Linked DNA regions of Mus musculus: all the other regions are linked to region 3. Evidence: chromatin contacts called from public Hi-C data. All regions are on one chromosome and are shown on one strand. The core of a region is the stretch at or near the end of the contact, and the rest is flanking DNA. Distances in the headings are between cores, read along the strand shown. Region 1 has its middle 76 kb from the start of Gm34044. Region 2 has its middle 43 kb from the start of 4930556N09Rik. Region 3 overlaps Gm33843 (a long non-coding RNA gene).

Evidence for each region. Hi-C and Micro-C count contacts between places; a contact is called where the count stands out from the background.
Region 1: a Hi-C map of uterus shows a contact between it and region 3, with 9 times the contacts expected there. The contact joins two enhancer-like sites. A contact is called at or near these places in 5 of 484 Hi-C or Micro-C datasets (cranial neural crest and uterus).
Region 2: a contact with region 3 is called in a Hi-C map of uterus, with 8 times the contacts expected there. The contact joins two enhancer-like sites. A contact is called at or near these places in 4 of 484 Hi-C or Micro-C datasets (all in uterus).

Annotation. Positions count from the first base shown.
Region 1 is chr10:97,158,697-97,161,681 of GRCm38.p6, reverse strand. No RefSeq gene overlaps it. Among named protein-coding and RNA genes, the nearest start is that of Gm34044, 76 kb to the left of the region's middle. Within about 2 kb of position 1,686, at least 52 of the 459 cell types and tissues checked have an H3K27ac peak or open chromatin away from gene starts, as enhancers often do. A contact at or near this core is called in uterus, where this site is marked.
Region 2 is chr10:97,076,991-97,079,711 of GRCm38.p6, reverse strand. No RefSeq gene overlaps it. Among named protein-coding and RNA genes, the nearest start is that of 4930556N09Rik, 43 kb to the right of the region's middle. Within about 2 kb of position 1,336, at least 17 of the 459 cell types and tissues checked have an H3K27ac peak or open chromatin away from gene starts, as enhancers often do. A contact at or near this core is called in uterus, where this site is marked.
Region 3 is chr10:96,549,081-96,551,780 of GRCm38.p6, reverse strand. The region is part of intron 3 of Gm33843 (a long non-coding RNA gene); the gene reads left to right. Among named protein-coding and RNA genes, the nearest start is that of Gm33843, 48 kb to the left of the region's middle. Within about 2 kb of position 1,325, at least 30 of the 459 cell types and tissues checked have an H3K27ac peak or open chromatin away from gene starts, as enhancers often do. A contact at or near this core is called in uterus, where this site is marked.

The DNA of each region.
Region 1 (2,985 bases), core at 437-2,936, 610 kb before region 3:
TAATTACTTCATTTCCTCTGTTTCTTACGTCCTCCAAACCTTCCCGAAGACCCAGTCTTTGTGTCTTTAAATTCCATGGGCTCTTTATTCATCAATTGATGAATTGATGAATATATATTCCGAGATACATAAAGACCACCTGCTCAAGGTGTATGATGTGACTTCTGCGCATGGTCTCAGATCCCCAGACCAATCATAAGAGGATGGTAAATTCTGTGCTGTGTGTGTTTGTGAGGGGAGTTAAGAGATTAGAGAGTAGAAAAGAAGCAATATTTACTTACCACCTCATGGAATTTATCACATGTATTATCCATAAAATAACAGACAGCACTAAAGAAATAAATGAAAGAAAATTTCTAATGCTTCCGTTACTCTCACCAACAATAATTTGAAGAAGCAAACATTTCATTAGTAATTGCTCAAGCTTTCAAAATGCAGATAGAACACACACTGGCTTCTTTTTACAAGGACATACATTAAGTCTCCCCTCCCTTTTTCCTCTAGCCTTCCACTCGTCAGCCCCTCCCTGCACTGGCACAGATTTCTGATAACAGACTTCCTGTCACCCAGGCTATCTCCTTGTGCTGGCCTTTCCACGGTACCCACACTGGAGAGACAAGTCCTGTCATTGTTCTGAAATGTAAGGCAGGAGCTTAGATGAGGAGATATCAAACAGAGAAGAAACTTCCTGTAAGGTCTATTTGGTGGTGGTGGTAGTTGTAAAGTGTGTGTGTGTGTGTGTGTGTGTGTGTGTGTGTGTGTGTGTGTATCTCTGTGTGTTTACTTCTAAGTATGGCTATGAGTTTTTTGGAAAAGAAAAGAACTCTCTATTATAAGTCACCTCTTATGCCCTTTATACATTTTATTAGTTTCTTATTTGACTGGAGAAAAAGACAAATATTTTAATTTTACCAGAGGAAATGGACTACCGGTGAATAAGCAGCAGCCTGACATCCAGCCTTCTATATTCCCAGTATACAAGAAGATGGCTATCTCAGTACATCCGTTGTTTTCAGGAAAGACACTTGAACAGGGTTAAAGACATTTTGTTTGCTTGTTTGCTTTAGGGAAAATACACATACTGATACTGGCACTGGACGAATACAGAAGGGGCTGTGCATTTAGAGTTCCTGATCGTGATGGCTTCTAGTACTGAGCTATGTTATTAGTCTCAAGCCTGTATTTCAATTAGACTGCTTCCCCCACCTCTCTGAGACTGAGTTGTAATGCTCACTATTTCCTCTAGAGGGAGAACGGAACAGCAATCCACCAGAACGGTATTTATGGAAAAACTGGGTCAATTAGAGTAACCCTGAAGATTTTTTCATGACAGAAAAACACGAGTTTGCCAGGAGTTCCATAAACCAAAACACAGAGTGGTTACTTGCAATAAGTGGCCTTCTCTGTGTAACCGAGTCACCCTTTGTAATGTATAGGAATGTGGCCTCAGTTTGCTGTCGATATTAAAGCAATAGGGAAAAAAGTTGGGGGCACACACCTCATTTCACTCACTTTACCCACTCACTTTATATAAGTTATAAAGATGTCTCCATTACATTACAGATGATAAGCTCATTAGAGATGTTTGCAAAGCTGTGCATTTGAGTCGCAGTCTTTATGAGCATCCCCTGCTCGAGCACACATGCAAGGTAGCATGAGTGAGGAAGACAATCTGCAGAATGAGCTATTCGGTACATAAAGACACTGCCTAGTACCTCACATCGGGATGACCATCCATTCCCTCCTCCCTGTACCATTTTCCAGGATAGCCAGCATTTGGCTGACATGATCCAATCCTTTTAAGTTTCAGAGACTTGATTTAAAAAAAAAAAAAAAAAGCAACCCTGTTTTAAGATTTGTGTGCCTTATCCAGAAGCTCCCATCAATGGTCGCCACCCAGCTACTACACATCCTGAAAAAATAAGTATCAAATGGAGCCAAGACCAGCAACTCCAGGAATAAAGACTCCTACGAGACAGCAATGGTGATAGGAAATTCTCCTGTTCATCAGTGTGGTGCCCAGTTCCCCACCCCCACCCTGATGATACAGTGACATCATTGGTCAGCAGCAGCACTGGCCTATTTTCTGTACTGCTTATGGTGGATTGGACTGGATGGAAATAAACATCTTATATAACAGGCAGGCTGTGCTTCCTGTCTTTCTCTCCCTACCCAAGGAGATTTTCCCAGTGTGAATTCTGCCTGTACAATTAACATTGGCCAAATTTCAGTTGAAAAAAAAATCTGTTAGGGTTTTAAGCAGATTAACAAATACAGCCCATGGATGCTGTCCCCTATTCCTTCTCCTTTATACGCATGAACGCACACACACACACACACACACACACACACACACACACACACACACGAGAGAGAGAGAGAGAGAGAGAGAGAGAGAGAGAGAGAGAGAGAGAGAGAGAGAATCTCCGAGTTTGCCTCCCACCATTGCCTCCAGGCCCCCTGCAATCAAAACAGCTTTTTATCAAGAGACAAGAAAAGCAAGCAAGTTAAATTGAAATTGGTCTTGGAACAGTTGAAAACAAAATAAAAGATTGCAGATTAGAGCTATTGTCCCATCTCGGAGATACAAAGCAGACCCCCCTCTGTGCTTATTTTCTCGGCATTGAAACAGACAAACCAAAGATTATGAAAGGGTGCATCCTGCCCTAAGTAGCCTTCAGCATCAAGAAGAGTACAACCCTAGAACCAGACATGTGCAATTGTGATTTGTAATGATTAACCAAGACTCCCTGAGCTTTGTCTCATAAATCTTGCTTTGTGTGGAACCGTTTATGAATCCTTGAACTTGAGCATTTTATTGTAGAGGCTGCTTCTGAAGAAATTACGTACAAATGAGCCTTCAGTATGATTTTGCTGATTCCAGTACAATAAGTCAGAGACAGCCGAGAGCTAAGGGGCGGGGAGGAGGAGGGGGGAAATGGTTGAACAGCTTAGTGGAGACTCATTTGAAATCAGCAAAGTGAT
Region 2 (2,721 bases), core at 87-2,586, 530 kb before region 3:
TTAAGTAGTAAAGGTCTCTTCTGACGTCCAAGGCCAGCAGTGTCTCGATTTCATAATAGTCCAATTCTTATTGAGTTCAGGAAAGAAGAGAAGTCATAATAGTCATTTTAGAAACATTTGATGGAACTTCCAAGCCCTTCTAGGCACATTTACATTACCCCCATTTGCTCGGGGTGGAAAGGCAATTACTCTGTGGAGATGGTGCAGTCAAGTCTGTAAACAGTTATTACATTTCAATTAAAGCTGCATGAAACTCTACATATTTGGTTTGCAGGAAATTAATGCAAATCTTTTTTGATGTTTCAATTCGCAAGGGTGAACTATCCCACACATTTGGCTCTAGGCATAACACTCAGGCCCTTTCAAACATCAAAGACTATTTTCCCAACGTAAAACATTTGACCTGGGGTTAAATTTTCCTAAAATACCAGTCTGTACTTAAACGCCCAAGTTTTCAAGCTGTATGGAAGTTTTGCTAAAAGAAATCAACGTAAGGTAACTTTCTAGCAGGGAACACATTTTCTGTAAAGCTTTTAGTGTCCAACATGCACTGGATCTGTTCATTGCCTTGGCTGAGAATCCATAAATCATAAACAGAAACTAGATTTTTTTTTTGCTTATGAAAGATTGAGAGGAAATAAACTAACGTGCATTAAACACCTACTATATCCGCATCACTTTTCTGGAATGGTTTTATTAAATTCACCCATTAACACTGTATGTATGTATGTATGTATGTATGTATGTATGTATGTATGTATGTATGTATGTATATGAGTACACTGTGACTGTACAGATGGTTGTGAACCTTCATGTGGTTGTTGGGAATTGAATTTAGGACCTCTGCTCACTCCGGTCAACCCAGCTCACTCCAGTTGGCCTGGCCCCCTTACTCTGGTCAACTCCGCTCAGTCTGGCCCATGGATTATTTATTATTATCCATAAGTACACTGTACATTCCTCTTTATTCAGGGAAACTTCTTAAATTACACAGGTGGGTGGTGGTACCACAAATAGATGCACAACTTTCTTTTTTTTCTGAAGCCCTTGGCATGTCTATCTTCCACCAAATGAAAATATAAGGACTGTAGTTCATGTTCACAACCATCACATGGTTTTTTGTTGTTGTTGTTGTTGCTGTTTCTAGTGCTCATTCCCTTCCCTCGGACACTCTCTATAATAGCTGAGGTGGTCATCTACTCTTTGTATGAGTAACCTCCCCCACATTTCTGTTTTAGAAAAACACACAAATAACACACACACAAATGATCAAGGGACTGTTTTCAGCCTCCCTCCCCTTCTCTCAAGATGTGTTACATATGGTGGGGTGGGGGTTGGGCAGGCAGAGCAAGACTGCAGGCAGAATAGAGGACTTCACACTTCCATCGCTTCCCATGAAAAATAACATATGGGCAGAACATTTATTTGAAAGAACAGATTTGTTTCTAGTTGCTCTCCAGCAGTTGAAAGAGAAAGAAAGAAAAAGAAAGCCTTTTAACAGCCATCTGAAAATACTCCCCCAAGGAAAGAAATAGAGTTGATCTTTTTAGGGATTACAGAATTAACATGAACAACTCTGAGTCATAAGGAGTCCACGGAAATGTATTCCCGGCGCTCCTGCTGTCGTGAATCTACCTCTCCACTAGGGATGGCAACACAGTCTGTGCTCCAGCTCATGATTTGTAATTTTTGTAGAAAAGACATTTAAACATAATGCATTTTTCTTTTAGCCATTTTTCAAATGAACCCTCTATTTTATCCCTTACTCGGCTTTTTTTTTTTTTTCAACCTTCTCAACTTCCTGATACACATACTCCAAAAGTCATTCCAGAAGATGAGAAAACAAGTCCCTGACCTCCATCATTTGTATTCCAAAGGCCATTTGTTTCCCATCATGCCAGTTTTGGTTGAGATCTGGTTGAGATCTGGACTGATTCACAACTCTTGGCACTGTCAAATTCCTCAGGCCCAGAAAAAGAAAAAAAAAAAAAAAAAGACATTGCCAGGAAACAAATTAAAAAGTTCAATTTAAAATTGTATCTACCCTCCAAGCTCCTGGTTTATAAAAGTATTCACAGCTTATGTCCAGGCTAAGATTTAATTTAAACCACATGAGAATTAAGGGGGATTAGCCTCCTGGAAGCTTGCTAATTTTTAAAAACAGAAATCAAAAGGGAATGAGAAAGCCTACAGGCATATTTGAAGAATATAAATGTGAGGGGCTGGAGAAGTGGCTCAGTGGTAAAGAGCACTTTGTTGTCTTGGCTGAGGACCTGGGTTAGGCTCCCAGCATTCCCAGGGTGGCTCCCAACCAACTACCTCCCTCTTCTTACCTCTGCAGGCGTCAGGTATGCAGGTAGATGGTACATATGTGCGTGAAAAGGCGATGAGTAAAGGCTTTCATTGATGCTCCCCTTTTACAACAACGTAGTTAGTTGTTTTAATGAAACCAGGCTTAAGTAATAAATGTCTCTTCCAAGTCCAAAGGCCAGCAGTGTCTTAATTTCATGATTGTCGAGTCCTCCTGAAGTTCACAAAAGAAGAAGACACTGTTCTTGTCAGGCATTTTAGGAACATTTGATGGGACTTCCAAACCCTTCTAGGCACATTTACATTGATCCCCCATTTATGTGGAAAAAGCATCCACACATGCAAGCAAAACACTAGCACACATAAATCTTTTTAAAAGGTTTTTTTTTTTTTTTTAAAGAATGTATGTGA
Region 3 (2,700 bases), core at 76-2,575:
CTATTTCAGCAATCTTTGGCCATGAATTTATAAGGACGTGCTAGAGTGTTGTTCAAGCCCAATTGTGTCTGTCTGTCTCCACTCTGTCTGGAACTATGGTTTTTCCAAGACATCTTTTATAGGTTTCTTTGGGATCCTTTCCTTATTTTTAATTTATTCCTCTATTTCAAATCCTAGATGTCTTATGTGTGTGCTGCATCTGCTGTTGTTGTATGTGGATAGGGGTGCTGTGTGTGGTGTATGAGCACATGTGTGTGCTTGTGTGTGGAGGTCAGAGGAAGACGTTCGATGTCTATCTCTATTGGCCTCCACCTTTGTTTTGAGATGAGGTCTCTTACTGAACCTTAAAGCTGTTTTGGCTGAGCTAGCTATCCAGAGAGCTTGTGAGATCTGCTAGTCTTAGTTCCCCACTACTAGAATTAAAGGCATGCAAGGCCAGGCCTAGTTTTTTCTTTTTCTTTTTAATAATTTTTTTTTTGTCTTATGTGCATTGGTGTTTTGCTTACACACATGTCTGTGCGAGTGAGCTTGTCAGAGCCCCTCGAACTGGAGTTACAGATAGTTTTGAGCTACTGTGTGGGTGCTGGGAATTAAGCCTAGGTCCTCTGGAAGAGCAGCCGGTGCTCCTAACCACTGAGCCATCTCTCCAGACATTCCCCACCCCCATCCCCCTTTTCAAACTTTGACCCTAGGAATTTGAACTCAGTTTCTCTTTCTTTCATGCCATGCACACTAGCCCACTGTGGCCCTATTTCCAGATTCCTGGATGGCTTTTCATGAAAGAAAAAACTTTGATCTGTGTTAGAAATTCATTTCAAGTGAGAACATCTCAATTTTAAAGTTCTAAGCAAGCCACTGGATCCTTAGGTTAGAAGTGCTTAAACAACCCCGTGAGGACTCCCAAAACAACCCAGCAGGTGCAGGTCCTTACCACCAAGCCTACGCGTTGCACTGGATCCCCAGAGTCCATAGAAATATGGAATGAGTGAATGAACTCTGACCTCTGCAATGGCTGTGTGTTTATCTACTTATACACATACTCTCTGGTTACCCTAAAAGCTCCAGGGTCCCCCAGGTTCCTTGGTTGATTAGTGTCTCCCTTCTTCCTGGCCCGTCTGATGCGATGGCCGACTTAAGGGAAGAATGGTGAACTGCTCTCAACCAACTGCAAGGACAAGGAACTGGCATGTCTTTCTCCCCTTGGAAGTGGCTCAGCCTTCATCATTGTGCTCCCCCTCAGTGCCTCTCCTCCCATGCCTGTGAGCATTGTTCCCTTCCTGCTGCTGGGGCTTCCTGGAGACTTGCTGTGTGAGGTTTAATGAGGGTCTGAGTCATTTCCCAGTCACGAGATTCAGCAGTACTAGGGAAGAGCCCAGGCTCACTAACTGATGAGAGTGTCTGCGAGCCTTTATAGATATCATCCAGAAGGTCTACACTGAACAGTTGTGTGGAAGCCAGAAGGCCCCAGACTTCTTGGTTTTGTGTATTGTGGGGACATTTATCACCCCACAGAACATGGTTGCAGCCTACAGTGGGCATCTTGGATAGCCAGGTAGCAGGAGAGACAACCTGAGTGTCAATGGCAAGAAGTCCAGAGCATCCGTTCTGCTTAAAAGGGAAATTGAAAACTTTTAGCAGAAATCTGATGGTCCAGTTGGCTATCATATGCCAAAGTGGGGTGCACTTCAGTGGTGAAGTAAAGAAACTTCAAAGAGATTTTGCACTGGAGGCAGACCCTTAGTCTGTCTGTCTCTGTCTCTGTCTCTGTCTCTGTCTCTGTCTCTGTCTCTCTCTGTCTCTCTCTCTAGTCTTCCTTTACTCTCCCCAGTTTCCCTCTCCCCTGCTGCTTGGGGTATTTCAGTGGGAACATTGAGAAAGACCATCCCAGGACAATGTTTTCCATGCACAAGGAGGTCATGACCCATGAGAGGCTTGTGAAAACAGATGTAGTAGGTCACAGACAACATTTAAAAAAAGACATTAGAACATCTGGGTTGCAGCAAAATTCATTATTTATTAGGGTTGGTGCTAAAAACGTGTTTCAAAGTTGACGCCCTATGGAGGAAACTGTGGTAACCTCTTTCCATACACAGAACAAGAGTAAAAAAAAAAATACTAAAATCAACTAACAGAAATAGTGTCTGTCAACTGATATTAGTCAACCTGATGACAAACAGAAGCCATGAGTAGCATCCTTAACAATTGGAGTATGTTATGTATACATATATGAAATTATCAAATAGGTAAAATTTTATTTTTTTAAAAAGAAAGACATAACTACCATTCCTCATTTTGTAATGTTATAATTTTTTTTTCTTATTGAAGTAGCTTCCAGGTTCTCCAGGTGAAGAATACAGTTTAGAATACGATTAATTCAGCATAGGGTAGCGTATATGTAAGTGTGTATGTGTGCATATGCATGTGTGTGTGCATACATGTGTGCATATGTATTCATGTGAGTACGTATGAAAGTGATTAAACTTGTTACGTATGGGAAGGAAAACATCTTGTTAGGAAATGCAATCTTTGGCCACAATTCTTTATTTCCATTCCTGCTGGTTATATGGTTACATTTGGTTACATTACAGTTTTCAAAGTCTAAAGTATGAAATTGCTTGGCTGGCGGATCTAGCTGCATGTTCCCCCTTGCAGATGTCCAGTGTATCTGACTGGTTTTCAGCCTGTGTATATAGCACCCCC